Linked DNA regions of Mus musculus: all the other regions are linked to region 6. A link is a contact called in public Hi-C, HiChIP or PLAC-seq and promoter capture Hi-C data. All regions are on one chromosome and are shown on one strand. Each heading gives the region's core, a stretch centred on a gene start, on an enhancer-like site or on the middle of the called end of the contact. The rest is flanking DNA. Distances are from core to core; before and after follow the strand shown. Region 1 holds the start of Ncdn (neurochondrin). Region 2 holds the start of Mrps15 (mitochondrial ribosomal protein S15). Region 3 overlaps AU040320 (expressed sequence AU040320). Region 4 holds the start of Eva1b (eva-1 homolog B (C. elegans)). Region 5 holds the start of Lsm10 (U7 snRNP-specific Sm-like protein LSM10). Region 6 holds the start of Ago1 (argonaute RISC catalytic subunit 1).

Evidence for each region. A called contact is a pair of places that touch in the nucleus more often than the background predicts. HiChIP or PLAC-seq counts read pairs in DNA pulled down with a chosen protein or histone mark. Capture Hi-C pulls out chosen DNA fragments and counts their contacts.
Region 1: a contact with region 6 is called in a Hi-C map of regulatory T cells, with 5 times the contacts expected there. The contact joins the promoter of Ncdn here to the promoter of Ago1 in region 6. A contact is called at or near these places in 6 of 39 promoter capture datasets (erythroid cells, hippocampal neurons, liver and 2 more), 11 of 484 Hi-C or Micro-C datasets (CD4 T cells, CD8 T cells, cardiomyocytes and 6 more), 7 of 115 datasets of contacts at active chromatin or transcription factors (the SCID.adh cell line, bone marrow-derived macrophages, embryonic stem cells and 3 more) and 2 of 9 other capture datasets (adipose tissue and liver).
Region 2: a Hi-C map of CD8 T cells shows a contact between it and region 6, with 3 times the contacts expected there. The contact joins the promoter of Mrps15 here to the promoter of Ago1 in region 6. A contact is called at or near these places in 1 of 39 promoter capture datasets (liver), 5 of 484 Hi-C or Micro-C datasets (CD4 T cells, CD8 T cells, double positive thymocytes and 2 more), 1 of 115 datasets of contacts at active chromatin or transcription factors (bone marrow-derived macrophages) and 2 of 9 other capture datasets (adipose tissue and pancreatic islet).
Region 3: an HNF4G HiChIP or PLAC-seq map of pancreatic cancer cells shows a contact between it and region 6. The contact joins the enhancer-like site here to the promoter of Ago1 in region 6. A contact is called at or near these places in 1 of 39 promoter capture datasets (liver) and 5 of 115 datasets of contacts at active chromatin or transcription factors (astrocytes, cardiomyocytes, embryonic stem cells and 2 more).
Region 4: a contact with region 6 is called in a promoter capture Hi-C map of liver. The contact joins the promoter of Eva1b here to the promoter of Ago1 in region 6. A contact is called at or near these places in 1 of 39 promoter capture datasets (liver), 1 of 484 Hi-C or Micro-C datasets (embryonic stem cells), 2 of 115 datasets of contacts at active chromatin or transcription factors (epiblast stem cells and extraembryonic endoderm stem cells) and 2 of 9 other capture datasets (adipose tissue and liver).
Region 5: a contact with region 6 is called in a promoter capture Hi-C map of adipose tissue. The contact joins the promoter of Lsm10 here to the promoter of Ago1 in region 6. A contact is called at or near these places in 5 of 484 Hi-C or Micro-C datasets (CD8 T cells, cortical neurons, double positive thymocytes and 1 more), 1 of 115 datasets of contacts at active chromatin or transcription factors (extraembryonic endoderm stem cells) and 2 of 9 other capture datasets (adipose tissue and liver).

Annotation. Positions count from the first base shown.
Region 1 is chr4:126,752,093-126,754,792 of GRCm38.p6, reverse strand. It overlaps Ncdn (neurochondrin), which reads left to right and starts at 1,364. Exons shown (of 7, transcript NM_011986.4): 1 at 1,364-1,822. The coding sequence starts at 1,790. It overlaps AU040320 (expressed sequence AU040320), which reads right to left and starts at 1,023. Exons shown (of 21, transcript NM_133886.2): 1 at 798-1,023.
Region 2 is chr4:126,045,625-126,048,485 of GRCm38.p6, reverse strand. It overlaps Mrps15 (mitochondrial ribosomal protein S15), which reads right to left and starts at 1,558. Exons shown (of 8, transcript NM_025544.2): 1 at 1,287-1,558; 2 at 1,008-1,052. The coding sequence starts at 1,416.
Region 3 is chr4:126,836,074-126,838,873 of GRCm38.p6, reverse strand. AU040320 (expressed sequence AU040320) reads right to left here. Exons shown (of 21, transcript NM_133886.2): 11 at 2,116-2,239; 12 at 1,455-1,587. Among named protein-coding and RNA genes, the nearest start is that of Gm24161, 19 kb to the right of the region's middle. Within about 2 kb of position 1,528, at least 24 of the 459 cell types and tissues checked have an H3K27ac peak or open chromatin away from gene starts, as enhancers often do. A contact at or near this core is called in pancreatic cancer cells, where this site is marked.
Region 4 is chr4:126,146,659-126,149,358 of GRCm38.p6, reverse strand. It overlaps Eva1b (eva-1 homolog B (C. elegans)), which reads right to left and starts at 1,356. Exons shown (of 3, transcript NM_172145.3): 1 at 728-1,356; 2 at 314-408; 3 at 1-123. The coding sequence starts at 380.
Region 5 is chr4:126,095,362-126,098,061 of GRCm38.p6, reverse strand. Lsm10 (U7 snRNP-specific Sm-like protein LSM10) reads right to left here and starts at 1,409. Exons shown (of 2, transcript NM_138721.2): 1 at 1,253-1,409; 2 at 1-233. The coding sequence starts at 209.
Region 6 is chr4:126,467,236-126,469,935 of GRCm38.p6, reverse strand. Ago1 (argonaute RISC catalytic subunit 1) reads left to right here and starts at 1,353. Exons shown (of 19, transcript NM_153403.3): 1 at 1,353-1,539. The coding sequence starts at 1,515.

The DNA.
Region 1 (2,700 bases), core at 115-2,614, 280 kb before region 6:
AGAAAGAAAGAAAGAAAAAAGTCCTAGATGTTTGAGAAAGTTACAGAACAGACTGCATGAATAGCTTTGCTTATATTTGCAAACACTGTTTTCCAAATAGCTGGAAAAATGAACAGATTGTTCTAGGAGGTCGTCTTTCCAATTTGTTCCTAGTTTCCAGTCTGTTAATCACAAGATAGCACAAGGAGAGTCAGCTAAGGAGCTTTAACAGCTTCTATTGTCAGTTGGGCACAACCACCGTGAGATGAGACCAGGCAAAGCATTCCTGGAACCCCGCCTGAGGTCTTCTACTTTGACTTCCTTCAGTTCGCTTTTTGTGCTCACTGCAGCCACCGCAGGACCCTCTAAGGGGCATAATTGTCAAAATTCTCAAGGAGGAAGGTTTTCGCCAACGAGCCCAGCCCCGCCCCCTTTATTCTGTATCAACTTTTTTTTTTCCCTTTTCTTTTCTTTTAATCTCGATGGGAAGATCATCAAACACCAGAGACAGCAACTCGGGACGAGGCTGCAGAGGTCGAGAGTATCATAAGGACCGCAGTGCCTCAGCCTGGTCTGCCCATATGTCAGGGAATAGAGGGAGCTGCCTGACCAGGCCTGAGTCCCAAAGCGGAGGGGTTCAGATTGGGACTCTGGCACCTGCAAGGCTAGAAGCAGCAGATTTGTCCTGTCCCAGCCAGGAGCGCCATCTCCGGGTCCCAACGCCGGACCAGCGTACCCGAGGCATCGCCCGTCCCGCCTCTGCCCCTCCCCTGAGCTCCTGGTCCTCGGCCTGGCAGTCAGCCGCCCCGGCCACCTACCGGGGCTCAGGGCCACATAGAGGGGTGCCGGCTCTCGGCGGCCTCCGCCTCCTCCCGATCCATGGGCTCGGGGACCCCCAACCTTCTCTCCCCTCACGCAGAGGAGGAAGAAGGAAGTGCTGGCTCCCCACCCGGACAGCTCCCTCTTGCCTCAGCCTCCCTGGACAGCGACCGCGGCCGGAAACGCCGCCTCCTTCCCACCTCCCGGGGCTCAACCCGGAAACATACTCTTCACGCTGAGCCAGTCCTCCTGCCCCCACCCTCCGGAAGCGCAATTCCAGCCGCGAGCCCAAAAGTGGGAGGAGGGGCGGCGCTGAGGGGAGAGCTACGCACAAGCGAGGACGTCCGGGCCCTCAGCCTTTGGCCGCGAGCCCTTGCGGGGCGGCCCGCACCTTTCCTCCTTAGCTCGAGCACTCAGGCCCCAGACTCGGGCAATTGCCCACAAGCAAGATGGCCGCACCGGAGGCGCCCCCCTACTGCTTAGCGCCCTGCTGTGCCATTGGTCAGAGTGCGGAGTGAGCCCAGCGCCGATTGGTCGAGAGCGATGCGGGGGTGGGGGTGGAGCTGTAGCAGCCTGGAGCCAAGAGTGGGCAACGCGGCGTGAGCAGCAGCCCCAGGCTCCCGGAGCATCGCGCCCGGAGAAAGACTTCGCCGCTCGGGGCCGCAGCCTGGTGAGCTCAGCCCCCTTCAAGCCCTCCCCTGCATCTCAGCCGGAGCCTCTCCGAACCGGCGCTGATCGATGCCGAGACTCCCCAGGGACCCTATCGCGACTCCATCGTGCCATATCTCGACATCACCGTACCCTGTCGAGACTCCATTTTGTCACAACCCCTTTCAGTATTTATCTATCTACCTATATATTTTTTTAAATTTGCCCTATCATATTTGGGGGCTGTCCCCTTCATGTCGTGATTTCGCTGTGATCTCTCCGTGACATCACCGCGCCATCGTGAAGTGTGATCTCATCGCTGCCCTGTCGTTCGACTTCATCAATGTCGTGTTGTGACCTGGCTGCGGCGGGACAGGTGGTGACCGCCAGGATCCCTTCTCCCCTTCTCATCTCTCCATCACTGCAGCCCCGCTTCGATTATCCGGCTTTTGGATTCTGTTATCCTGAGAGCCACCCGACCCCTCTTTCCTTCTCCAGCCAGTGCCGGCACCCACAGGCTGTTAGCGGGACGGACAGGGAGAGTACAGGGAGCACAAGGGGTTAATGTTGCTGCTGCTGCAGCAGCAGCTGCAGCTCCTGCTCTTGCAGCCTCTGCAGCCTCTGCAGCCTCTGCCCGAGGGAGGGAAAGAAGAGAAGGCAAGGAGGCTGCGGGGGCGATTAAGAGCCCTGGCTGGAGGGGTGGGTCCACAGGGGAGTCTTCAAAGCCTTCTCTGGAGAGCTTGCCTTCTCACTCCTGCTGAAGCCAGTCTACTTTCTCTGAAGAAGGGAGGGGAAAGGAACCCTAGAATGTCCTTTTCTTCCTTGTCGGCGTGAGTCCGGATAATCGAACTTGACCCGTGTCTGTCTGCATTCCTCCCTGTCTGTCCTCACCGCTCACTCCTCGTGTGCCTCCTGGAGAGAGATAAAACCCGGTGTCTGGTGCCAGGGGCTGCTGAGCAGTTGGGCCAGCTCCTTCCCACTTCTAGACTGGTGAGGAAAGCTGTCCAGCTGAGCAGCGGCATGCATGGTCCTCATATCCCACTTTTCTGGAGGTGACCTTGGACCAGGGTCCCTTCTTCATCCTAAAGAATTTGTAGGTCCAGCCTCTTAAAGGGGCTCCCCCAAGGGAGGTCAGTCATGAGGAAGCCACCCTTCCAAATCCACCCCCCCTCCCTCTGTGCTAATCCCTCCCTACATCCTCCACTTCCACCCCCGCCCCCGCCCCTCCTCTGCAGAGGGATGCTCAGTCCCTCT
Region 2 (2,861 bases), core at 309-2,808, 420 kb after region 6:
GGGCACCTGCATGTTGCATGCTGCAAACAAGGGGCCTTTCTCAAGACATCCACTGTGCCTGCAACACAAACCGACTTGGCTCTACAGTTATCAGATTCCTCACTGGGATCGGTTCTCCCGTGGACAGGAGTGAGTTTGGCTTCTCTTTAACTCCTCGATTCCCCAGCCTAGTCCATAGTCTAGTCTAGAAGTAGCACTTTAACAAAGCTTGCTGGTTGACCACATGAATGAAGTACAGGGTGAGAGGAAGTGCTGCTAGCTTTAAGGGAATGTCAATAGCCAGTTCGCATCACTAAAAGCTCGGCTTCTGTGTGTGCATTCCTACTATGTCACTGGAAGTGAGGTTGAAGCCTGTAGTCCAACCCAGTCCAGCGCAACCAAGATAATCTATCCTCTCAAGCCAGACTCTGTCCTGCCACTATGCAAAGGACACTAGAAGCAATAAAGACTATGATATCACAGTTTATTGTGCACGGGGTTAAGGGTGCTTTTCATACCGCTGCCATGATTGAATCCTATTAACTGTGTTCCAATGGATCCTTTGACACTCATTTCAGCGCTGGTTCACAAAAAAAGCAAACTTGCCTCAAATAGTATGTGTTTGTTAGAGGGCCCTAAGGCATGCTAACTTAGGATGGGAAACTTCATCCTTCCTCTCAGAATAGCAGATAAAAAGTGTTACATTCCTAGAATTGTAACTCTTGCTAGTGTTGCCAGCCACACACTCATTGGGTCCAGCCAAGCTGGACTGGGTTGGACCTCGGGCTTCGACCTCACTCTCATCTGACACAGTAGGGATGCACACAACGAGGCGGAGCTTTTGGTGATCTGTATTGTCAAATGAGTGAGTGCTTTCACGCGAAAGCTCTTACTTCTACCTTCTCGTGCACCCCTAAACAATGAATGTGGGGGGGTCTTGGCCTGTCCCTTTGCGCGCCACCTCTGTTCCCTTGTCCACCCCAAGCCTTCCAGGCGGCCTCAAGTCTCAACAACCCAAGTCCTCGTACCTGGTTTCTGGACGGCGGCGTATGCTCGCGCGGCGCGCAGTAGACCTACGCAGAATAGAAAGGGCTGAGACTCTGCCATACACAGCCCCTCATGTCCCTTCTCCCACGAACTGTAGGCACCTGCACCTAACTACCGCCTCACTTCCCTATCTCCCTCCTCATCACCCCTTCCCTAGCCATCACCCTCTTTCTCATCCTGTCACTGCCTTTCTCGGGTCTCCGGGTGCCTGGTCTCCTCCATCTTCGCCCAGTCCCTTGGGACCCAGCTCGGCGGCTCACTCGGAGGCTGCAGGCCACAGCGCGCAGAGAGCAGACTGGCGCTACTTCCGCCCCTCAGCGCAGGGACTGGGGCCCGTGTCACCGCCTGGGCACGAACAGAGCTCAGCGCACGCCACGCGGCCCGCAGCATGTTGACTCCCGACTCGACGGGGGGCCCGCACCGCCACTGCCCGCTCCGCGGTGGATCCAGGTTACATGGGCGCAGCCATGACGGTTCGGGCTCGACCAATCGAGGTGAGAGCGCGACAAGAGCTGCCGAGGGCTGAGCGAATGGATCGGTTCCGGATTGTCAGGGAGCTGGGGCGGAGCCCAGGAATTTGGCCTGGTGGGCGGGCCTGTTTCTACGCTTACAGGCCCGGAGCACTGTGTGAACGCTATAATGTCACCTATTGACCTTGCATCCGGCCTAATCACTTTCTAAATTCCTTATGTTCCTGACCTGGTCCTCAGTTCTCAACCTGTTGGTCAAGACACATGGGGGGTGAAGGTTGTTGAGCGACCTATTCATAGGGGTCACACATCAGATATCTTGCATATCAGATATTTATATCACAATTCATAATAGTAGCAAAATTGCAGTTATGAACTAGCAACGGAAATAATTTTATTAGAGGTCTTCACAACATGAAGAACTGTATTAAAGTATCTCTGCATTAGGAAGGTTGAGAACCATTGCCTGGGGCTGGAGAAATGGCTCAGCGGTTAAGAGCACTGACTGCTCTTCCTAAGGTCCTGAGTTCAAATCCCAGCAACCACATGGTGGCTCATAACCACCTGTAATGGGATCTGATGCCCTGTTCTGGAGTGTCTGAAGACAGCTACAGTGTACTTACATATAACAATAAATAAATCTAAAAAAAAAAAAAGACTCACAACCATCTGTTCAGCTACAGTGTACTCATATACATAAAATAAAATAAATCTTTAATTAAAAAAAAAAAAGAGAACCATTGTCTTAGGTCCTAGTTATTTTAGGGCTTCTGTGGGACTCTCCTTACCTTCTCCAGAGGCTAATATTCTTTCTTGGCCCTCCTCCAGACACCGGGGCCCTGTAAGAACCCTCAGGTTCTAGCCTTCTTTCGTTGGCTTGTATCTCAGTGACTAAGGATAGAGTTTTTGGTAGGGTACTGAGCCATTACTATGAGACCCTGTGGGCAAAGTCTACCTTTATGGGCTGCAGTGTTCTCAAAACATCAAATGAGATTGGTAGCAATGTCTTTTACATTGTTCAGCCTATAGACCGAAGCAGCTGTATACAAAACACATGTTTAAATAGTCAGTATTCGGTACTCAGCTGTGGTAAAACTGAAATGAGGGATGCAAGGGCAAATATAAAGGAAAAGTAGTGGGGAGGGTAAAGAGAGGGGCAAGGAAAGAACACACCATCCCAAGCCTGAGATCAGGGCCGGGGAAAGTAGACCCAAGACAGGCAAGGCTTTTGTGGAAAGGTCTCCATTAGCACAGGGAATAATCCTGACAAATGTGGTTACATGAAACTCAAATGACATTAGGCAACTGAAGATGTGGTTTGGTTAGCAGAGTCCCTGCCTAGAATGCACAGTCCTGGGTTGGATT
Region 3 (2,800 bases), core at 279-2,778, 370 kb before region 6:
TCTGACCCCAGCGGCTTCTCCTGAATCAGTCTCATCTAGGAAGCTCCACTAAGCACTATTTACACTGCAGCCACTGCTGAGCCTCTGCTTGGGGGCTCATCAGGTCTGCTTACAATAAACAGCTACAAGAAAAACACATCAGCTAAGGGAGACCCAGCTCTCCAGGGCAGCTGAGGAAAAGGATGTCTACTGCCTAACACGGACTTCCTAAGTAGATATTAAAACCCTTCCCCACCCACCTCCAATGCTGTAATAAGATCTCACTCTCTCTCTCTCTCTCTCTCTGTGTGTGTGTGTGTTTGTGTGTGTGTGTGTGTGTGTGTGCGTGTGCGTGTGTGCGTGTGTGTGTACACATATGTGTTAGGGGTAAACCCAGCCTGTCTTTGTGGCTGCTGTTTTGGAACTGGAGAATGTTTTCAGCTTCCCTAGAATCCCTTCAGTTCATGCAGAACTCTGGATACAAGTTAAATTCCATTTTCTATGGTTCATAAAAGCTGAAAGAAATTGTACAATCAGGAATAGCTCAAATAGGTAATTACAACTTAAAAAGAGTAATTTTTGGCTGCAGTCTTTGATCTTTGGCTAACTTAACTGAAAACCAAAGTCTCTGAAGAGCAGTAACACAGGCATGCTTTGCTTTTTGCTTTGCTTTGCTTTGCTTTGCTTTGCTTTGCTTTGCTTTGCTTTGCTCTGCTCTGCTCTGCTCTGCTCTGCTCTGCTCTGCTTTGCTTTGCTTTGCTGATGAAGGTTCAGTTCCTCTCAGGAGCTGCCTGCCCACTCCTCAGTTAGCCTTACTAGTCAATTTTGAACAATGGTATCTTTCTGCTCCATTACCTTCCAACCTGCCTCTCAAGTGTAACGAAACTATGCATTTAGCAGATGGGTGGTGCCTGCAAAAGCCCAAGCTCACACAGTGGGGCTAACTGATGATATACATTCTCTCTTTTAAAAAAAATCAGAAAATCTTTCTTAAGAGTTGAACCTTAGGGGCTAGAGAAATGGCTCAGCGGTTAAGAGCATTGAGCCCTCTTCCAGAGGTCCTGAGTTCAGTTCCCAGCAACCGCATCTGTAATGGGATCTGATGAACTCTTTTGGTTGGTCTGAAGACAGTTACAGTGCACTCACATACATAAGATAAATAAATCTTTAAAAAAAAGAGTCAGCTGGGCGTGGTGGCGCACGCCTTTAATCCCAGCACTTGGGAGGCAGAGGCAGGCGGATTTCTGAGTTTGAGGCCAGTCTGGTCTACAGAGTGAGTTCCAGGACAGCTACAGCTACACAGAGAAACCCTGTCTCGAAAAAAAAAAAAAAAAAAAAAGAGTAGAACCTTGGGATTGTAAACCTTTCTTTCTCACTCTCCGGGAGAGACTAGTAAGAATGAGTCAACTCTCAAAAGCAAATAAACCCTGCTGCTCCATGGCTGGAAACTCTGCCCAGATGGCATCGACACTCACCGACTCTGCTCCCAAAGGTAAGAGACGACTCTCTGGTCATCTGTGCTCTTGCTGCCGTCCAGGGTTGTGCTGTCCACGGGCAGGGTCAGCTCTTTGTCTGGGCCTGCATCTGCCTGAGGAGGCTTGTTGTTCTCTAGGACAAAGATGCAGCCATCAAAAGCAGCACTCCAGGTGGCAGAGGAGAGGATCCATTGGGGCATCTGCTCTGGTAGCCATGGGAACTCTGCCTCTTAGCCCAGAGCATTACAAGATATGTGGGAGAGATGGATGCCATCAGGGGACTCACAGTAAAAAATGAAACTGAATCATGTCAAACAATTTTGAAGTTTTTACAGCTCACTACCTCTGAAATCTAATGCAGTGGGCTAAGAAGAGGTAGACACAGTTTTCTAGGCATTGAGGGCTTTGCAACAACCCTTTAAAACCAAGTAGCATTTGGTATGATGGTGACGCCATCTCCCAGGCCCTCACCATCACACAGTAACTTGCAAGGCAAGGACACACACTAAAGCTCAGAAGTCTTGTAAGGCAAAGGGTGAGAGCCGGGTGGGGTGACTCTCAGGCTCTGAGGGGCGACTGCCTGCCTTCCACTTCTCTGGCCTGCAGCCCAGAACTCCAGCCTGTGGCCCCAGGGCTGGCAGGATCCTGGGGAGGAGCTTACCAGGCTGCACAATCACAGTCACTTGGGCGGTGGCCTGTTGTCCTGCGGTGTCAGTCACTGTGAGCTGGTAGGTATAGTCTCCTTCTTGCATTGCGGACAGCTGCAGGGCTGGCGTTCTAACTCCCTACATGCAGAAATTCAGGCATGGGAAACGACTCCCAGGATCACAGCAATGCACACAGTACTCACTCGGGAAGAAATACTTCAGCCAGGTCTTTAAAACTAACTTGGTACTGGGGGTGTGTCCCTGGTCAGCACAACGAATGACCATTAACAGAACAGCGTGAGACATTGTACTATTAAGAATTTCTATAGATTCTGTGGCAGCAGAGAAACCTATCAAAACACATGAACTAAAGCCAGGTAAAACATGCTTTGTGTCATGCCTCTAGACACCTGAAGGTACAGAGCCCTTCCGGCCTGTCAGAAGGAACATTATAAATAACTGGAGGAAAGCCTGCAACACAGGAGCTTTCTAACAGCAAAACCTGGTGGCCTAGGGCTGAGTTCTGCTTGAAGGCATTTTGCTTGGCCTGTCGTGCTGAATGGTGGGAAATTCCACCCCAAAATCTCATTTCTGTCTGCTCTTAGCAAGACTGTCAACTAACACTAAGACCATCTCTCTGTGTGATAGCAGCAGGACCCAGGAAGCAACAGGTCCCTACTCGCCATAGCCGCCCAGGTT
Region 4 (2,700 bases), core at 107-2,606, 320 kb after region 6:
GAGCAGGGGTCCGGGGTCGCGAGCGAGGCGCGCAGGAGATGCTGATGACCAGCAGGCATAGGGTCAGCAGCAGGCCGAAGCAGACGCCAAGCACGAAGTAGAGGCCGAAGCTCTCGGGGTTAGCTAGGGAGCAGGGAGCGGAGGTCACAGGGGGCCCTGACAGGCTGGAGTCGTCCCATCTGGGAGAGATCCAGGGTCTAGCTAGGCTTGGGGCAAGGAACGGAAGGGCTGCAAGGACAGGGTGAGCAGCTAGGAGTGGAGGGCTGCCTGGGTTATGATGGACGGGCTCCGTGCCCCCAGGCCTGGCCCTCACCTCTGATGTGCGCATAGGCTGCCAGGCTGTTGCTGAGTAGCTCCATGTCCCTTCTTGGGGCATCCATGCTGCTGGGATGCAGCTCGCCTGTCAGCCTGCGAGGTCACCCAGGTCAGGTCTTCCAGAGCCCAAGGCGCTCGCTCCTCGCGTAGCTCCTCCACCCTGGGGTGGTGGTGGGGCGAGGGAGCGGTTCGCCTCACTGGATCGCAGATCTGGACTCTGCTAGTCCTTGTTCCCCCGCAGACGCCTCTCCATCCCCGGGAGCGGCGGAGAGGGCGCACACGCTCCGCCCCCTCGTGGGGTCCCCAGGCGAGGCCCAGCGCACGGAAGGGCGAGGCGGTGCCTCGGGCTCCCCTTCCACCTCCCTCCTGCACCCCTCCACCCGCGGGGCCTCGGCCGGCCCGGCTCGCTCACCCGTCAGCGTCCCGCAGCCTCGCCCCGGCAGTGGCGTCTCCCCGGTGGCCGCATACACCCAGGCCGGGCCGCCCCGTCCGCCTTACCAGGTTCGCACGGCGGTGCGGCCGGACACCGCGACGGACCAGCCGGCGGAAAGTTTCCTCCGAGGAAAGAGGAGGGACGGGGCGGGGCGGGGAGGAGAGGCGGGGAGGAAGAGCGCCTGGAGGAAGGGGAGAGGGGGCGGCCCCTGCTCCCCTACAGGAAGCCGCTGGGGAGGGCGCTCACAGGGTCCGCCCCCGCCAGTACTAACAACAACATTAGTTACTAAACATCCCTAAGGCCTGGAGCCCCTGGCGGCAGGTTACCTCCCCTCCCGCTTCCCGTAGACATCCCTTCATTTAAGCCAGCCAACCCTGGAATGTGGCTACCATTAAATCTCCAATTTGCAAATGAAGTAAACTGAGTCAAAGATCTTGAAGACCTTTGCCACACGGTCAGGATTTGAACCCACAACGCTCTTACTCTAGCGCGCAGGCTCCAAACTACTTTCCTGTGCCTGGCTCCTCCTGGGATGAGGCGGGTCCAAACCCCTTCATCCTTCCAGACCTTCCTAGACCTAGTAGAGGCAGCCGGCACCCCCGCGTCCTTATTGGTTTTCCTCGGAGAAGGGATCTCTCAGCCCCTCCTCCCAGTGCCCTGGCTGAGTGTGTCCAGCTGCTGTGGTCACCCAAGGTTAATGATTGTCGGACTCGGCGGTGAGCCAGGTCCCAGCATATTGCAGACCCCAGCGGGGGCCTCGGCGCTAGGGAACAGCCTCGCTTGCTTTGCTAGCCGGACCTGCCCAGAGTCACACGTGTGCTTCCACCTGGGCTCAAGGCTGGGACCGAAGTGCGCTGGGGGGGATCTGCAGCTGGCCTCTTCTTTCTGCTTACTCTCCTGGCCAACCCCCTTCCCCTCCCTACGCTGGAGCTGGGGTGAGGGGGAGGCCTTCTTGGCGGGAATCTTGGGAAGGAGGAGGGAAAGAATGGCCAGAGGAAATTGCAGGCATAGCTGTAGGCGCTGCCTGAAGCCTGGAGGCCATTAACCCCTTCCCTGTTCAAGCTGCAGACCCCGACTCCTCCAAGCCCGCCTGGGTTCAAGTAGGGGTCAAGAGGAGATGGAGAAAGGACCAAGCTGGCTCAGACCTGGGTATTTTTGTGTTTAGTCTGCTTTGTAAGCATGCGTTGGCCCATGCGTACTTACCTATTTGCATATAATGCTGCCTCAGCATTTTAGTGTGGCATAAGTTCCAGGACAGCCAGGGCTATACAGAGAAACCCTGTCTCGAAAACCCAAAAAAAAAAAAAAAAAAAAAAAAAAAGGAATTGCAGAGGTCAGAGGTTACAAGCCCTCAGGAGGCAGGCATCTTCAAAGGGGCTGTGAGGTGTCATGAAGGTAGTGGAATGCATTAATGTGATGGAGAACATCTTGAGTAACTCTCACAGAGACGCCCCAGGTAAGAGCTCAGTCCTGAGGAGAGGGCAGCCATGCCAGGATCTCGGGGAGCCTGTCTAAGGCAGGATCAAAGGGTAGGATGGGAGCATGAGTGGAGTTTCTGGCATGCAGAGACGGAGCTAGCATGAGAGGTTCGAGGGGAAAGTAACTGATCGGAGACCACACAGGATTTGCAGATCACTCAGGAGCTTGGATTTCATTGGAAGTGAAGTGATAACCCCTGGAGGCTTAAGTTAGAGAGTGTCAGTCCCCACGCCACACATTGGAAAGACTCCTGAAGCTGCTCAAGATAGGCTTGGCCACAGCAGGGCAAGAGTGGAAGCAGAGGGCAGGGCGTGGTGGCGCACGCCTTTGAATCCCAGAACTTGGGAGGCAGAGGCAGGCGGATTTCTGAGTTGGAGGCCAGCCTGGTCTACAAAAAAATCTCAGAAAATTCACCATGTACCATGTAGACCCAAATCCCTTCCTGTCTCCAAAAAACAAAACAAAAAAACAAA
Region 5 (2,700 bases), core at 160-2,659, 370 kb after region 6:
TCCAACTCAACCTGATGTCCCCAGCGGTCGGTATAGGTGACATTGGCCAGGCGGATATTCATGAAAGCATCCACGTTGTCAATGCGTCCTCGGGCCACACTCTCATCCCGAAGGTCCACAGTGGTTATTTGGCCTTGGAGGCCCTGCAACAGGATGATCAGGCTGTTCTCAGAAATAGTTCGCTCCTTCACCGAGTGGCTCAGTGCCATTGTTCCACATTGGCTGGCTGCTCACTGTGGGCAGGAGCACACAGATAGAGTCACTCACCTTTACCAAGCCCTGAAACTCCACACTAGTGGTCCAGATGCCTCCCTGCACTGGATACACCCGGGGAAACCTTTGCCTGGCTTTCACGTCCCACACATCCCAGAGATCTAGATTCATTTGCCTGGAGAGGACAGGCCCAGATTGTTTTGTTGTTGTTGTTTTTAAAGACAGGGTCTTCCTATATCTTCCTGAGTAGCCTGGAACTTAAAATGTAAACAAGTGTGGCCTGGAACTCACAGAGATCCACCTGTCTCTTCCTCACAAGTGCTGGGGATTCAGGATGTGTGTTACCACATCCTGCAAGGTATCCTATTTTTACATTATTTTGAGACAGGGTTTCTCTATGTAGCCCTGGCTGTCCTGAACTCTCTATGTAGACCAGGCTGGCCTTAAACTCATCGAGATCCTCCTGCCTCTGCCTCTCCAGTGTTGGGATTAAAGGTGTGTGCCACTATGCTCAGTTTATACTTTTTTTTTAAACAAAAAGCCCCCCAGAATTTTAATGTGCCAGTCAGTTTGAGAACGACTACTGCAAATTGTAGTTTATGTATGTCCTTCTGCCAGGCGCTTGTTACTATGTAATCTAGCCAAGCATGATGGCGCACACTTATAATACCATCACTTTAAAGTCTGAAGCAGTAGGAGCACCTCAAATGCCAAACCGGCCTAAACTACATCGTGAGCTCCAAGTCAACCTGGATAGTGGAATGTTTCAAGACAAAACAAGCCAAACCTAGCCAAGATGCATGCATTTAAACCCAGCACTCAGGAGGCCGAGGCAGGTGGATCTCCGAGTTACAGACCAGTCTGGCATACAGAACTACACTCTGTCTTAAAACAAAATCCAAAAGGATAGTCTTTGAGACCTTCAGGCAGGCCCAGACTCTGCTGCTTCCAGGACCGGAGGCCTGGGATTTGCCACTAGCGGTCAAGCTCATTAGTCCCACCCGGGAAAGCCGGGTGCCGAGTGCGCCCCTCTCCTCACCGCGCGTAAGGGGTTTGGGAAGAAAAGTCCGCAGCCAGTGCGCCAGGGGAAGAGGACGGGTCCCAGCGCGCCCTAGTCCCCACTCTCGACTGCCCTACCCACCGCGTGATGCCTTCCGCCTTCCGCGCGCTACGCCTCCAAAACCCGCCCGTGTCTAGGGGCACCACCCACCGAGGCTCAGAGAAGCCATGGCAACCGCGGAAGACCCAGAGCATCAGAGCATGCGCCTCGCAGGATGCGGACTACAAGTCCCAGGAGGCCGCGCGCCACACGCCCAATTCTCTTCTCTGTCTAGTTTCCCACCTTTGTAGGCTCCGGCTTGGAGCTGTGTCTCCCTAATGTCCTGCTGAGCTCATGGCGTTAAGTGGGAGAGAGCTTCTGTTAAATAAATAAATAAATAAATAAAGAAAGAAAGAAAGAAAGAAAGAAAGAAAGAAAGAAAGAAAGAAAGAAAGAAAGAAAGAAAGAAAGAAAGAAAGAAAAACACAACGTCCTTCATCTGATTAAAATTACGGAAATGTGGCCCAAACGTGGTGGCAAACTCCTTAATTCCTTCATCTGATTAAAATTACGGAAATGAGGGGCTGGTTAGATGGCTCAGTGGGTAAGAGCACCCGACTGCTCTTCGGAAGGTCCAGAGTTCAAATCCCAGCAACCACATGGTGGCTCACAACCATCTGTAACGAGATCTGACGCCCTCTTCTGGTGTGTCTGAAGACAGCTACAGTGTACTTACATGTAATAAATAAATAAATCTTTAAAAAAAAAAAAAAATTACGGAAATGTGGCCCAAACGTGGTGGCAAACTCCTTAATTCCAGCAACTCCAGAGACAGAGGCAGGTGGATCTCAGTTGGAGGACAGCCTGGTCTATGGAGAGAGTTCAAGGACAGCAAGGCCTACATAGCTACCTTGTCTCAAAGAGGAAAACACAGGGCTATGGAGAGAAGATTTAACTGCTAAACTTTAGCAATTAAGTCCGCATACTATTGCAGAAGACCTACATTTGGTTCCCAGCTCACAACTGCTTGTAACTAATTAACAATTAAAAATAAAATTGAGCAGGGCATGGTGGCCCACGCCTTTAATCCCAGCACTCGGGAGGCAGAGGCAGGCGGATTTCTGAGTTTGAGGCCAGCCTGTTCTACACAGTGAGTTCCAGGACAGCCAGGGCTACACAGAGAAACTCTGCCTCAAAAAAACAAAAATAAATAAATAAATAAATAAATAAATAAAATCGAGCCGGGCAGTGGTGGCACATGCCTTTAACCCCAGCACGTGGGAGGCAGTGACAGGCAGATTTCTGAGTTCAAGGCCAGCCTGGTCTACAGAGTGAGTTCCAGGACAGTCAGGACTACACAGAGAAACCCTGTCTCGAAAAACCAAAACCAAAAGAAACAAACAAACAAACAAAAAAAATCAAGCAGTGCATGGTGGCCCACGCCTTTA
Region 6 (2,700 bases), core at 104-2,603:
GTTTGTGTGTGTGTGTGTGTGTGTGTGTGTGTGTAAGTTACGTTTGAGCTGGGTCTCTCTGTAATTACCCCATCAGTGCAGCAGACCAAATGAGAAGGTTATGTGAGACGATCAAGGAATTAGCTGTGGTGCTTCTGGCAAGGTAAGAAAAGGGTACCCACACTAGAGACTATGAGAATGACAGGGAATGCTTTGAGAGCACTTCATAAGGTAAGCATGTCAAGACACAGTTGAATATAGCAAATAGACAAGGGAGACAGGAGCTGATATTTTTGGCATGGAGATGCAGTTCACTGAGACAGGACAAATATATGTATTTTGTAGGGGAAAAAGAAAGGGTTAGGTTTGGACTTAAGTTTGAATTGTTAGATCCAGCTGGAGCTGTCCAGCAGACAGTAGGAAATATGAAGCTGCAACATGGTAACGTATAGATATTTGGGCATTAAAAGTGGATGAAGCTGTGAAGAGGCAAGGGGAGAGTAGAATATAAAATTCAGGTCACTACAGTGAACAAAACAAGAGGAGCCACTGAAGAAAGCTCTTCAGGACAGACATTAGGAGACTTAAGAAAATGTGAAAGCCAAGGAAAGTCTTTTTTTTTTTTAATTTTTAAGAAGAGATATAGTTTCAGATGCTGCAGGGAAATAATAGGAAATTAGCCTTTGGGGTTTGACACAAAACGTCATTAAGAGATTTGGTAGGAGCAAACGTTCTGCAGACGAAAAAGTGGAGGCAGGTGCTTCCTGCAGATAGAGAGCTCTGTCAGTGTCAAAACTGTTACACCGGCCAGAATAGGCAAGGTTTCTAACACATTTGTGGTCTCAGCGCCAGGCACGCAGCCTGGAAGGGTGGGTGGCATTAATGAGATCAGCGACTAGGGACACAGAAAGACTGACTTAGCAGAGGCAGTCAAGACTTAAGGGTGAGGGTGATTGGGAGAGGTGGGAGGCAGGGCCTTTGAGTGATTGGGTGTTGGAGGGGGAGAGGGTCGGGGAATGGGTGGGAGCCAGGCTCTGTGTTGATAGCGGGGCTGTGGATAGGTTTCCAGAGATCTGTTTAGGGAAAAGACAGGGCCCCAGGCTGCAGCCGGGGAAGGGGTGTCGCCCAGCCCCTCCCCTCTTACGCCACTGCGCGGCTCCGCCACTGGAGCCCTCCCGCCAGGCTGCACGGCTACGAGTGGCCGCCAGAGGCCGCTGCACGGTCCCCGCGCCCCCGCCCCTCTCCATTGGCCTTTGTTGCCGTCGAGCGCCCCGCTTGACTCGTTCCCGTCCGCCCCATGGGCCCATCGGTCGCGCCTGCGCACTGGCAGCTACTCGGGCGCTAGCAGGGGGAGCTGCTGCAGGCTCCGCGGCGGCGGCAACGGAGGCTGCGGGGGCGACAGCGCGAGCGGCCGGGCTTCGGGGGGGAGCCGAGCCCGGCCCGGGAGCCCGAGCAGTGCAAGTGCGAGGTACCTAGGCCCCTCACGCTGGACTCCTCAGTCTCCCGGCCGCCTGTCCTCCGCACGGGTATATGGGATGGAAGCGGGACCCTCGGGAGCAGGTAAGGGCCCTCGGGGACTGGGAGCAGTGTGTATTCCAAAGCCCTATAGGCTCTCGCGGCATAGAGCATGGTTGCAGAGTGAGGAGAGGGGCTCTCAGGGGATGGGGGGCCCATTTTGAAGGGGGTTGTATGCAGTTCCGGCTGAGAACCATGTGAAGATCTGAGACCCGGGCTGTTTGTCCTAGGAAGCAGTATACTGTCCCGAGGGTGAGAAGTAACCTGGGAGAAGGGCCTGAATGCACGGTGTCCTTCCGTGAGGTCTGGGGAGGCCTATGGGGAGGCCCGGCAGGTGGCAGGGGGGCGGGCTCCAGGTGTCCTGGAGAGGAGGGGGGCGACACAGATGGGCCTGGAACTACCGCCTGTCGGGGGGCGGGGGCTCGGCCGTGCTGGGCTGGGCTAAGCTAATGTCTCTGGGGAGTAGGCGCCGGGGCTGGCCTCTGAGCTCCGCCCAGCTGGGCCTGAAGCGGGGGTGAGGGTCAGGGGGCGGTGGGTGGGGATTTAGACCAGGGATTTCCCCCCTTAGATTGGGGACTTGAGTGGTGGCGCGGGAGCATGCGCGGAGGTACCAGCCTGAAGGGCTGCCCTATGTGGTGGGGGCGTGGCTGTTGGAGTATCCCTCCTGTGCCCCTGGGTTTAGGAGGAGTGTGCAGTCTCGCAGATTCTGTTTGCGTAGTACAAATGGGAATTGCCTTCTGTCTTGGGGGAAGGGTGGGGGGCGGTCTCTGACACTTGGTCCTTAAACCCCGGAGTAGCAGTTTGTCAAAGAAAGGGTCGAGGTCAACTGCCAGAGTGCATTTTCTGCTGCATGAGGATGGACGGGGACCAAAGCCTTGCTTTATGAGCTACTTCTCTCAGAAGATAGGCCTTAGGAAAGTGTTGGTCACTGAGAAACTAGGCCCACATGTTTTTCAAGTTTCTAGACCACTCCTGAGAAGAGATGGGAGCTTTTAATCTGAAGATAGTGCCCTCCTTTTCCATGAATTGACTCTATATCACAATATAATCTCTCTATATACCTGTGCCTCCTGTTTCCTAGTGGATCTTTTCCCACGTCAGGAGCATGTCATTAGACTCAAAGCTGCCAAGCTTGTCTGCCTGATAGAAACAAGTTGTTAGGCAGACACACTGGTGGCGCACGCCTTTAATCCCAGCGCTGGGGAG